Regions from separate parts of the Mus musculus genome. Here region 1 is linked to region 2. The links are chromatin contacts, called in public Hi-C maps. All regions are on one chromosome and are shown on one strand. The core of a region is the stretch at or near the end of the contact, and the rest is flanking DNA. Distances in the headings are between cores, read along the strand shown. Region 1 holds the start of 2310015A16Rik (a long non-coding RNA gene). Region 2 has its middle 30 kb from the start of Gm30316.

Region 1 (6,462 bases), core at 1,152-3,651, 150 kb after region 2:
CACTTGTGTATCCATAACCCCACCCATCCAAGCTTCCGCCCATCGACCCATCCATCTATCCTTCTACCCACCCACCCTCCACACGTTCATCTATGCATCCCTCATCCATTCATCCATCCATCACTCTATCCATCCATCCCTCTGTCCATCCATCCCTCTGTCCATCCATCCATATCTCTATTCATCTATCCCTCTACTCTTCCAACCACCTGACTTTTGGTGCAAGGTCACTAAGAGATGAGAACAATCCTGTCCGCTAATAGGAGAGACAGGCCAGGCGTGGTAGTGCACACCTTTAATCCCAGCAGTCGGGAGGCAGAGGCAGGCAGATTTCTGAATTCGAGGCCAGCCTGGTCTACAGAGTGAGTTCTAGGACAGCCAGTGTTATACAGAGAAACCTTGTCTTGACGCCCCCCCCCAAAAAGAGTGAGGTACAGCCAATCACGATAGTGAACCTCTATAATCCCACCATTCAAGAAGTTGAGGAAAATGACAAGCCCAAGGCTAGCCTGGGCTACATGGGAAGCTCTTGTCTCAAAGTGTGTGTTTGTGTGTGTGGAGGGGGCATTCCCAAGAAAATTCCCAAAGACTCGAGGGGATATAACAGGGTGAGATTTGCCCGTGATGAGCTGAAACTGTCATTGGTGTGAGTTAATGCTTGAGCCATGTGGTAACGTTCATATTGTGCTTAAAATGAGCTGTGTTTACAATTGTGTCTGTGTCCCCAGTGGCCTGAAACCACAGTGCATGCTGTGATGATGTTCACACAGCCACAACACTGCTAATGCTTGCAGACACTGGCACCATCACTAAGCAAGCGAGACTCTGAAACAGAGCAGACAGCCCTGGGTCAGTGACTGACTCTACCTCCCCCGTCCCTCCAGGGTCTCTCCTCCACCTTCCCTGGGGCTGAGCAGATTCCAGCCTGACTCACTCTGCCTGAACTCTCCTTTTCAATTTCCATGAGCTTCGTGGGGTTAATTCCAAAGACTCTAATTCTGACCTAACTCTACTTTCTATAACCCAAATTCAGGCATCTTTTATGAGGCTCAGTGCCTTTTTGCTAATAGATAGTTTTTGCCTTGTTGTGTGTGTGGAGGGAGTGGGGATTGTTATTGCTGTTGTATTTATTTATTTGTTTGTTTGTTTATTTGTTTATTTTAGACACTATCTTGCTTTTCAGGTCTGGAACTCACTCTGTAGCCCAGGTTGGTCTGAAACTCACAGAGATCCGCCTGCCTCTGCCTCCCAAGTGCTCGGATTAAAAGTGTGCGCCACCACACCTGGCCCTTTTAAATCTTGTACCCTGGGCACACCTGGTGTACCTCCCGAAATATACTTTCACTTAAAGTCATCCGTTCCCAGCATCTACCTAAGAGGAAGGAAAGCATGCCTGCTTAAAGAGAAGCTCAAAAATGGCCTAGAGTTGGGCGTGGCGGCCACGCCTTTAGTCCCAGCACACAGGAGGCAGAGTCAGGCAGATCCATGTGAGTTGGAGGCCAGCCTGGTCTAGTCAGTAAATCTCAGGACAGCCAGAACTGTTACACAGAGACCCTGTCTTAAAAACCAAAGATCAAAAAATAAATAAATAAATAAAAAGAAAGGAAGCAAGCAAAGGAAGGAAGGAAGGAAGGAAGGAAGGAAGGAAGCAAAGGAAAGATGCAACAGCTTCATTCACAATGACCAGAAAGCAGGAGCATCCAAGTGAGCATTGCCTGCTGAATGGAGAAACACCATTGGTTCATTCAAACAGTGGTGATACCAGTCACACAGGAATGAAGCAACGCCTCCTGTACAGGTCCGTCAAGTCCCCAGGATATACCACTCCATGGGAGGAACCATGCGTGGAGGCCACTGTCCCTGAATATCAGAGCAGGCCAGTCTAAGGAAACAACATTGGTGGTTGCCAGGGGCCCGGGCAGGAACAGGGATTAGCTGTAGCCAGTAAAGTCACTTAACAGAACCGAGGGCTGAGGAGACCGCTCCGTGAGTCAGACAATTGCCGCACAAGTATGCGGCCCTGAGTTCGGATCCCCAACATTTACAGAACCGGGCCTGGCTGCCAGAGCAGCAGGCTGAAGGTCTAGCTGCAGACCCTGTGCAAAACAATGTGGAAAAGCCATCAAGGAAGACGACACCCTCGGCATCAGCCTCTGGCTACTACATGCTGAGCTCGTGTGCGTGCATGCACGCTTGCTTACACACACACACACACACACACACACACACACACACACACACACACACGACAAGCGAGTGATTCTCCAAAACAAATTCAGGCAGAAGGGCAGGTAGGCTCTGAAGCGTTTACCTAGGCCGTGGCTGGCAGCCTGAGAACACCCTTCCCTCCGTGTCAAGTCTGTACTCAAAGAAGAAAAACTTAAACAAATAAATAAACAAAAAAAGCAGCTGAGCAGGGCAGCCGCACCCAGCATCCTGGCCGCGGCGGGAACATTCCGTCTCGGAACCCCGGTGGGTCTCTGTTTGTGCAGGCAGAGCTGTCTGACGCCATTGCCCGCAGCTGGCATCTCTGCCCTGGAGCCTCAGCGCCATGGCCCAACCCTCCCTCTGTGGGCTGGGCCTTTCAGGACTACATCTGTGAGCACTGTGCTGGTAAGCTGACAGAGGGTCAGTACCGGGCTCGGCTACACCCTTCGCTATAGTAGAGATGTCATTGTCCCCAACCCCGCAGAGTAGCAAAGACCTGAGAGAAGCCCCGACAGCATCCTGTCCACAAGGAAGATTCCTCATCTTGACTGCAGCCTGCTCTCCCTTCAATAGAGAGAGACAAGATCCCTACCTCGTGCCATGGGGCCCAGAGGAGACAAGATTAATGGATGGGTAATATGTTGGGCAACGTGCAGTGGGGCTGTTTGGCACGTCCCTTTATCTTTCTGTCGCTTGGGTGACGCCTTATACAGAACTAAGGGACACACAGCTGCCTGGGCTGGTGATTGCCTTGATTTTCACTAAATCCTTTCTACCGTGATCACTGCCGGCGAGCAGCTCTTCTGAACTCTTCCAGCATCTGGAACAGCCTGGACCGGCAGAAACACCCACAGATGTAATTAGCCCAGGAAGCTGAGCTGCGTCACCTCACACGGGTTCTGAAGCTCCGGTGTTTGCTGCCCCTTGCTCATTCCCACGCGTATTTTTAAGCCTTCCTGCCTGGCTGCCTGGCTTGAGGTATCCCTGGGGCTCAAGTGATGTGTGTTGACATTCTCCCGAAGTTACAGAAGTCCTTAATGATCCAAATTTAAAATATCATCTCCCCAGACAGATAGATTGGTGGTGATCTGCCTCTGGACTAGATTGGTTCAAATTAAATTTGACCTAAGGAGGCCTCCGGAGGGGTGCCTAGGTCAGACTTTGCAGCCTGGTGTGGCCAACTAAGCCTAGTGGCTCTATAACAAAAGCAGGCCTGGCTGCTGCTGGCCCAACCAATCACAGGCAGAGGTTGGACTCAAGCCAGCCTCAGATCTTGCTCAGGAGATCTGCACGGTCCCCATCACTGTGCCTCCATCCGGCTGGATTTCCAGGGCATGCTGCCTGACAGAACTGGGAACCTTTCTGAGGGATGCCTGGGCCAAGCGTCAGAGGAGCTGAGGACCCAGGCACACCTGCTCTCACTTTGTCTTCAGGAATTGATTTTTAACCTTCTTTCTTGGGGGGGGGGGGTTACATGTGTGTGGTTCGTGCACACACTTATGTGTTCCAGCCTATGTGTTTGAAGAGACCAGAGGAAGCCCTTGGGCATTCTACTCTGTCACTCTCTGCCTTGTTCCTTTGAGACAGGCTCTCTCACAGAACCCGGAACTAGGCCAGACAACCTCAGCAATCTCTGTGTCCGCTCCACCCCACAGCACTGGGTAACAGACGTGCGTGGCTTTTATCGTGGGTGCTGGGATCCAAACTCAGGTCCTGGTGCCTGCACAGTCAAGTGTGTGACTGGCTGAGCCTTCTCTCCATTCCTGTAACAGTGTAACATCTGGGTGGAGTTGCCTTCACCTAGACATCCCTCAAATAGCTAGTCAGCGATCCCTTTATCTTTTAACTTTATCCCTGTGAACTTTTATTATGAAATTACCTTACACAATCATAGACAAGCATATAGCAACTACCCTGTACCCAACTCCCCTGCCACCTCCAATACTGTCCAAGGACCAGCGGCACCCTGCCCCAACCCCCTGCCATACAACCCCTGACATATTTCCTCCTTTCGGTGATCACTGGGCAGAGGCATCTCAGGATGGTAATTACTTGTAGAATAATCCCAATACCATGATCAATTCCAGGAAAAGAGCTTGACACCCGCCCCCACTCCCGCCCCCCAGGTTTGTCACAGCTGTGGCTTTTGTCTGTCAGCAGTCTGGCTTCACTTGAAGGTTGGGGTCTAGGCTGTGTCCAGGGCTGCACATGGCCACCAGGTCTCCTGCATCTGTTTTTTTTTTTTTCCCCATGTGTTTGTTGAGGAAGCGTCATGCTCTCCTAGTTCCCAGATTACTCATGGCCTGTGGTACTGTTCAGCATGGTCTCTGTCTGAGTCAGGGTTTCTATTACTGCGACAAAACACCATGACCAAACAGCAGGTTGGGAAGGAAAGTGTTTACCTGGCTTATACTTTCACACTGCTGTTCATCCCTGAAGGAAGTCAGGACAGGAACTCAAGCAGGGCACGAACCTGGAGGCAGGAGCTGATGCAGGTTATGGAGGGTGCTGCTTACTGACTTGTTCCCCTCGGCTTGCTCAGCCTGCTTTCTTATAGAACCCAGGATCACCAGCCCTGGGATGGCACCACCCACAAGAAGCTGGGTCTTCCCCTGTCAGTGGTTAATTAAGAGAATGCCCTACAGCTGGATCGTATGGAGACATTTTCTCAATCGAGGCACCCTCCTTTCAGATAACTCTAGCTTGTGTCAAGTTGACATAAAACTAGCCAGCACAGTCTTCTGTCTTCTGAAAACCTATGGTTAGGGTATAGTGTCCCTTTGGTGGTCGTGTGGAGCAGGCTGGCCTTGAACTCAGAGATCCACCTACCACTGCCTCCCAAGTGCTGTGATTAAAGGCATGCGCTACCACTGCCCAGGCCCTTAGCTGACGTCCTCTGTGGAATTTCCCTCCACCATTGTTAGCCAGCACAGATGATAAATCCTCGAAGCTGCCTCTTTATCAGCTTACAGAATAGTGGCTTTGTTCCCTATCTGTCTCCAAAGACGAAGAGTTGATGAACTACATTTACAAAACCTCACTATGATGTCTGGGAGTGTGAGATGTGTGTCACTTGAGTGTGAGTGTGCCCTCAGACCTGTGTGCTGAATGCCTAGACCTCAGGTGGTGAGGTGGTGAACTCTACATATGTCAGGAGGTAAGCCAGCTGGGAAAGAAACTGATTGAGGTCTGTCTCTTGTCTCTGATGTCTTTCTGCCACATTTGTGAATACGCACCTCTGTGTGTGTGTGTGTGTGTGTTGGAGGTCTGGCCTGTGGACAGGCCCAGATGGGGAAGGACTGTGAGAATTGGCTGTGGGGACCAGCCATCAGCAAGACTGGATCCTGAAGCAGTGTGTGTGTGTGTATGGGTGTGTGTGTGTGTATGGGTATGTGTGTGGCACTTACTGGTTTGCTGTGTCATGGCTACAGGGAGCCACGTATGTCGTCATTCTGTCTCTCTCTCTGCAAAACTGTGAGAAAATGGTTTGTTGCCTAGTCTCAGAGCACTCGGAGGGACAGGTGTGTTTACCTCAGTGACTCTGCTGCCCGTGGCCACTGGGTGGCTGGTTAAAGTTTGTGCTAGGCTGCTTGCTTGGTGAGATCGGCGCAGAGGATGAAGGGATTGCTGACCGGCTATTTGAGGGATGTCCGGCGTGGGTGACTCCACCCAGATGTCGACACTTCGCCCTGACTTGCTCCAACAGGTGCTTGTAGTGGAAATATGAGGGCATGGAGTTCTTCTCGGAGCTCGGCCTTCTTAGAAAATGGGGGAGGGGTGAAGGGCACAGGCCCTTGGGGTCCATGGAGGAGGGGCAGGAAGGACAGGGAAGCACTGCACAGTCTGGGAGAGGACTTGCCTTTGGGATCCTTTAACACATTCCAGACTCAAAATGAGCACCAGGAGGCGGGGCTTGCTGGCAACACATGGCCTCACCAGGTCTGAGAGTCCTTAAGACATCAAGTAATTGACACAGTTCTGCCAAGTGAGCGTGTGATGGCCACACTCTGTACCCAGACACTTGAGCAGTACCTCCCACCCCCACCCCTGTCCCCACCACGGCCCCCAACCTGCCCACTGGGGATACAGGGCCATTATGGGGCAGGAGCACGGCCCGTGTACCAACCAGGTCCCTGTAGATCTTCATCACTTGTAAACGCTCCCTGCCCAGGACGGTCCTCTGTGGCATACAGAACACTCCTTCCACCCAAAGGGCCAAGGGCAGAGAACTGGGTTGGCAGCCTGAGTTCTCAG
Region 2 (6,161 bases), core at 2,705-5,204:
GAGAAGATGAGAAAGATGTCCCTGTCCTTTCAGCTCTATTGAAGAGCAGTGAGCAGCAGCAGGGACTGCACGCTACACGTGGAGTTCACAGCTCACAGATTGGAGCTTTTGCTTGCATGTAGTTGCAAGCAGGGGTAGGGTGAGAGGTGACCTGTGGCCTCCTCCAGAGGATGCTGAAGTCACTGAATGGCCTCAGTTAGACTTAGGGCTTTGTGGAAATGGGGTTCCTATGATCTCAGTAGGGAGCGCTAGAGAGTCAGCAGGAATGGTTTGGACGTGGGAGGGAGGCCAGCATGAGGGCACAGGAGAGGACTGTCATACATGGAGGACAGAGGCTGCTGGATTCTGAGAAGCCTGAACCAGAGTTTTATATTGACTATGTTAATGCTCCCGTCTTTGATTTTGGTCTTCTGAGCTGTGGGACAAGGGTTTCCTGTGGTCTTGGGCCAGTGTGCTTTGTTACACAGCCCAAACTGATCGATAAACCCAGCTTACAGAGTACGGGTAACATCAGTCCTAGGTGGCTGCCCTGGACATTCGCCCCATGGTGCCAACCTCATTGTCCACTTGTGTTCATGGTTCTTGGAGGACCACTGCTGGGGGGACCTCTCTCTCCACCCAGCCTTGCATCAGACCCTTGTGACCTCCCTGGGGGTCACTCTGGCTCTTACTGTCTGGCAACCTCACATTGCTTCAGTGGTGGATTTTGTACACTAGTGACTCAGGCTCCAGGCCTTTGCAACCTTGGAGACCCATAAGCGCACCAGGGTCCCCAGAGCTCCTACAGCCATGTTCAGCCTTGGCCGTGAACTGTCTTCTCCCTTCTGGTGGTCAGATACTGTGGCGGTTTGAATAGTTTAGCCCCCACAGAGTCATGTGTTTGAATTCTTAGCTGATGAAGAGTGTGACCTTGTTGGAGTGGGTGTGGCCTTGTTGGAGGAAGTATGTCACTATGGTAGTGGGCTTTGAGGTCTCCTATGCTCAAGTTACACCCAGTGTGCCACACAGTCTCCTTCTGCTGCCTGGATCAAGATGTAGAACTCTCAGCTTCTTCTCCAGAATCATGTCTGCTTTCAATTCACCATGTTTCCTGACATGATGATAATGGACTAAGCCTCTGAAACCATAATCCATACCCAAGTGTTTTTCTTTATAAGAGTTGCTCTGGTCATGGTGTCTCTTCATAGCCATAAAACCCTAAGAACAGAAGTATCCACTGACGGCCAAGACTAGAGGTCCAGACACTCACTAGCAAAGCCTATGACTGTCCCAGGGTCTGCCTCCAACTGCTGCACCTTCTGATAGTGCCCTTCAACATGGTGCCGCCATATAGAAGGCAGAAAAAGTCATCTCCTTGCTCATCACCCTTCCCTGGTCATGTCTTGCCTCTGCCTCAGCACCTCAAGTGTCCTCCTTTGAAGGTATGCTAGCTGAGGTCCCTGTAGAAATTGGGGTGGTTTTTGGTCACACTTGTATCTTTGTCCCACCATGCTCTGACTGGGGCCACTGATGATGACCAAGTCCTAGTGACCTCATGGCTTTACTGTCCTACCACAAGTATCTTGGAAATTAGACTGCGTTGATGGTGATCCTGTGGCTGCACCAGATGGGGAGCACTCAGGACACATTTCCCCACAGGATGCAAACACATTTCAGAATCAACCCCACCTCTAGCAGCTCATGGGAACTCCAGTACAAGGTTCCCAAGGTGATGACAGACTGGCAGGGCAGGCATTCAAACTGCACCCACAGACAGCTTCCTTCCTGTCCATGGTAGCTGTTTTAGTTAGGGTTTTACTGCTGTGAACAGACACCATGACCAAGGCAACTCTTACAAGAACAACATTTAATTGGGGCTGGCTTACAGATTCAGAGGTTCAGTCCAGTATCATCAAGGCAGGAACATGGCAGCATCCAAGCAAGCATGGTGCAGGAAGAGCTGAGAATTCTACATCTTCATCTGAAGGCTGCTAGGAGAAGACTGGCATCCAGGCAGCTAGGATAAGGTTTTGGGTTTTTTTTTTTTTTTTTTTTTTTTGGTTTTTCGAGACAGAGTTTCTCTGTGTAGCCCTGGCTGTCCTGGAACTCACTCTGTAGACCAGGCTGGCCTTGAACTCAGAAATCCGCCTGCCTCTGCCTCCCAAGTGCTGGGGAGGATGAGGGTCTTAAAGCCCACAACCACAGTGACACACCCACTCCAACAAAGCCACACCCACTCCAACAAAGCCACACCTTCTTTTTTTTTAATTAGGTATTTTCTTCATTTACATTTCCAATGCTATCCCAAAAGTTCCCCATACCCTCCCCCCAAAGCCGCACCTTCTAATAGTGCCGCTTCCCAGGCAGAGCATATACAAAGCATCACAGTAGCCCAACAAAAACCTTCCAGAAATGACACTAGGCAATAGAGTGAGGAGCTTTTATGTGGGTGGGGCAGGCCAGCTTCCATAGCACCTGTTTTAGCTCTGTGTGCGACTCAAGCTGCAGGCAGAGTAGGTTCAGACAAAACCTGAGTAAACGCCCTGCGCCATGCAGGCTGAAGGTTCTCGTGAAATACCAGCCCAATTTCCTGCTTTCTTTTTCTCCTATCAAACAAGCCAGAGATGAAGTAGACATGTCCAAGACACAAAGGCCTGAGCAGGAGAGCCCTCTCCAGTGGGTTTATGACCGACTGGCCATCCTCCTGGAGAATCCAGGCAGATTGTGCAAAGAAGGATTGCATTTAAAACTTACTTGTATAAGACAGAGAGGTTACTCCAGAGACAGCCTTGAGGGAGAAGCTTGAGCCTGACCCTGAGTGTCAGGGACACTGCTATGTATCAGGAGACCTGGAGCTGTGGCTGGCTGCTTCCACAGTCCTAGGTATTCTAGGAGGCAGCCTGAATTGCTCTTCACTCGGCACAAGATCTCAGCAGCAGCTGAGGCCTGAGGCCCACTGGCACTCTGGGGTAGGGTTAGTTCTTGATATTCCTGTAACCACAGCCTAAGCCAGCCGGCCTCAGGGACTACAACACACGGTTGTGTGCTAGACAGACCCACCTGGGCCCATGTCTTCTCTCTATATATTGTTCACAACATAGCTGGCTCCAGGACCTGAAACCAGGAGCTGGGTGGGGCTCACAGGTCTGCTTTGTTTGACATACATTCTGCACTTAAAACGTGAGGGATTAAGTGCCAATATCGATACTCCGTGAATTAATGTAAAAAAACATTCTGATTTGGGTCTTTCAGGAAAAATAGGAAGATCATTGGCTAGGTTTAAGGCCTAACTGCCTCCTCTGGGTCGGACTCACTAGCTTCCCAGTGCCTGCTATTTACTTGCAAATGTTTGGAAAAGGGGTTATAGCTCAGGGGTTCTTAGAATCTCAGATATTACTGGGTAACATAATAAGTTTTGATCAAAAGCTTCACGAGTGAGTGAGTAAATGAAATTAGTGAATGAGTGAAGAAACAAATGAATAAGTAAAGAAATGAATGAATGAGTGAAGAAATGAATGAGTGAAGAAATGAATGAATGAGTGAAGAAATGAATGAGTGAAGAAATGAATAAGTGAAGAAATGAGTGAGTGAAGAAATGAACGAATAAATGAATAAGCAAAGAAATGAATGAATGAATGGAGAAATGAATGAATGAATGAATGAATGAGGAATTGAATGTGGCAATGGAGACAGGGAAAAGCCATGAATAAGATGGCCCTCAGAACCCATGCAGTGGGGGGGTTCTGGGGATAAATCACACCGTCTGTTTCCTCTTCAGACTGACTTTGTAGCCTGCTGTGTGACTGGCCAGTCTCTGGCCGCTGAGGTCGGTCCCAGACATCTAGTCCTGGGTGACAGACTGCTACAAGGCCCTTGATGTTCCTCCTGAGGCCTGGGAAGGCAGCCCATGCCCATCTGCTCCAGCTTCGCGGCGTGAGGCCTGCCGTGGGAGCTTCTGCGCTGCCTTTTAATGGCCCGCTTTGTTCTTGGCTCCGCGCACGCAGCCAGCCTGCTCGTCTGCTGAGCGGCCACATGCCAGTCATTAAGATAGCAGGCTGCCTGTGGAGCTGGACAGCTTCCATCACCGCTCACTCGCCTAGGAAAAGACCCCTTTCTTTCTGGGAAGGAGCCTGGTGACACAGGAGTGTGCCTGCTGCCTTCTCTGTCACCAACTGTCAATTTGGACTTCAAGAGGAGTCCGTGGGTGCCCTGTGAGGACAAGGAAGCCGCACCCACGGCCTGTCCTTGTAAGGTGCATGCGTGCCTCCTAACTATAGTGATAGTCTTCACCCTTCTCTTCAGCAAACCCAGGCCTGTGCTTGCCCTACCCACCTGGACCAAGGCCAGCAGTTCTGTGTCCCTGGCAGACGGCCTGGGACCGGCAGATAGATGCACGGGAAGCATTTGCTGCATCCCCTTTAACTCTTGCCTTCTGTTCTGCAAGTGGGACAAGGAGCATCGCTCTGGACCAGTGACCCCAAAATGCTTGTCCTTGTGGGGAACACGGGTCTATTTCAACATGCAAAGCAGGTGGGAAGCTGCTAAACATAGCTTCTGGGCTCAGCCCCAAGTGCTGGGTCTTTCTTCTCTAGAGTTCATTCACATTAGTGTGCAAAGCAGACCGGCTCTGATGAGGACACCCCCTACACACACACACACACACACACACACACACACACACACACCCATTCCACCCTAAGCCTCCCTGCAGAGCTCAAACTGGCTAATCTCACTATCATAAAGCAGAGTCTAGCCAAGGAGAATAACGCCCCAGATAAGGAGGCAGAATGGGACCCCAGATCATGCCCCGTACCCCTATGCTGCTCTGCCTGCATGGACCCGAGTGGGAGGCAGAAGCAATGCCCTCTGTCACTCCTTATGGACTGGTTAGAGGAAGGGTCAGTCGGGGGGAGCATGCAGGGACAACTCCACAGCCACGAGACTGAGGATGGCCTGTAAGCTACCCCTGAGCCCCAACTTTGTATGAGCAAGGAGAATTTAGAGACAGAGTTCCCCTGTAGACCAAGGCTGGGCCTCAAACTACACTCCAAGGGACAGTGGCATGGTCCCAGGAGGCTGGGATGGAATCAACCTCCTGTGTGCTCTGAGATACATGTTGGCGCTCCACTGTTGGGATCCCCTTCCCAAGGACAGGTTTCTTGCAGTCCTTGTAGCCTGACACTGCCCCTGGGTGGATTGCCGGTACTACCTCCAGGACCAGGAACTCAGCTCCTATAGAACAGGTCCTATAGGAAGAGCCTCTGTGCTCTTCCAAGGGTCTCCTTTGCATGCCGAGGGGACCCCAGATGCCCACTATGCTACAGGAAGCAGAACAAAACCTGGATGTCTCTTCTCATTGTGTGAACAAGACAAGGGTGCTCGTCATACTGCTTGTTTGTATGTGGCCCATCGAGTGACCAAGCTTCCAGTTCCTGTTCCCCACAAGCTTCCTGTGGCTTCCCCAGTAAAGTACCAGCAACCAAAGAGATATGGAGGACATGGCAGACACATGCCCTTTTCATTGGCTTTTAAAGAGTGTGTGTGTCTCTCTGTGTATGTGCATGTTTGTGTGTGTGCATGTGTGTCTGTGCATGTGTTTGTGTATGCGTGCATGTGTATCTCTGTGTGTGTCTGTAAATATGTACATGTGTATGTGTATCTGTATGTATGTGTGTCTGTATATATGTACGTTTATATATATGTGTGTGTCTGTGTGTGTACGTGTGTATGCATATGTGTGAATATATACATATATATATATATAACATATATATATGTCTCTCTGTGTGTGCATATGTGTGTGTCTCTGTGTGTGTCTGCATAGATGTGTATATGTGGGTGTGTATGTGTGTGTTTGTGTGTGCAGGGTATGGCTGCTCTAGAATGGAGAGGTGTGTATGTGTGTCTCTGTGTGTCTGCATATATGCACGTGTATATGTGTATGTTTGTATGTGTATGTGTATATGTGTGTGTATATATGTGTAACTCTATGTGTGCATATTTGTGTGTGTCTGCATATGTGTGTGTGTTCAGGATGTAGCTGCTCGAGAATGGAGAGGAGGAGGCCTTGAGAGGCCATTGTATGAAGTTCTGAGATGAGGCCCAGGCTGCTGTTGGAAACCCAAGGAGACTGAAGATGTCAGGATCATGGGGCATTTGTTAAGAACTGTGGGCATGGAGTG

The links. Hi-C and Micro-C count contacts between places; a contact is called where the count stands out from the background.
Region 1: a Hi-C map of the N1E-115 cell line shows a contact between it and region 2, with 2.5 times the contacts expected there. The contact joins the promoter of 2310015A16Rik here to the enhancer-like site in region 2. A contact is called at or near these places in 2 of 484 Hi-C or Micro-C datasets (LSK cells and the N1E-115 cell line), 3 of 115 datasets of contacts at active chromatin or transcription factors (the HPC-7 cell line, embryonic stem cells and pancreatic cancer cells) and 1 of 9 other capture datasets (embryonic stem cells).

What each region holds. Positions count from the first base shown.
Region 1 is chr17:31,910,043-31,916,504 of GRCm38.p6, forward strand. It overlaps 2310015A16Rik (a long non-coding RNA gene), which reads right to left and starts at 2,402. Exons shown (of 3, transcript XR_876746.3): 1 at 2,312-2,402. Gm30571 (a long non-coding RNA gene) reads left to right here and starts at 2,423. Exons shown (of 2, transcript XR_385538.3): 1 at 2,423-2,613; 2 at 2,693-3,761.
Region 2 is chr17:31,763,022-31,769,182 of GRCm38.p6, forward strand. No RefSeq gene overlaps it. Among named protein-coding and RNA genes, the nearest start is that of Gm30316, 30 kb to the left of the region's middle. Within about 2 kb of position 3,955, at least 128 of the 459 cell types and tissues checked have an H3K27ac peak or open chromatin away from gene starts, as enhancers often do. A contact at or near this core is called in the N1E-115 cell line, where this site is marked.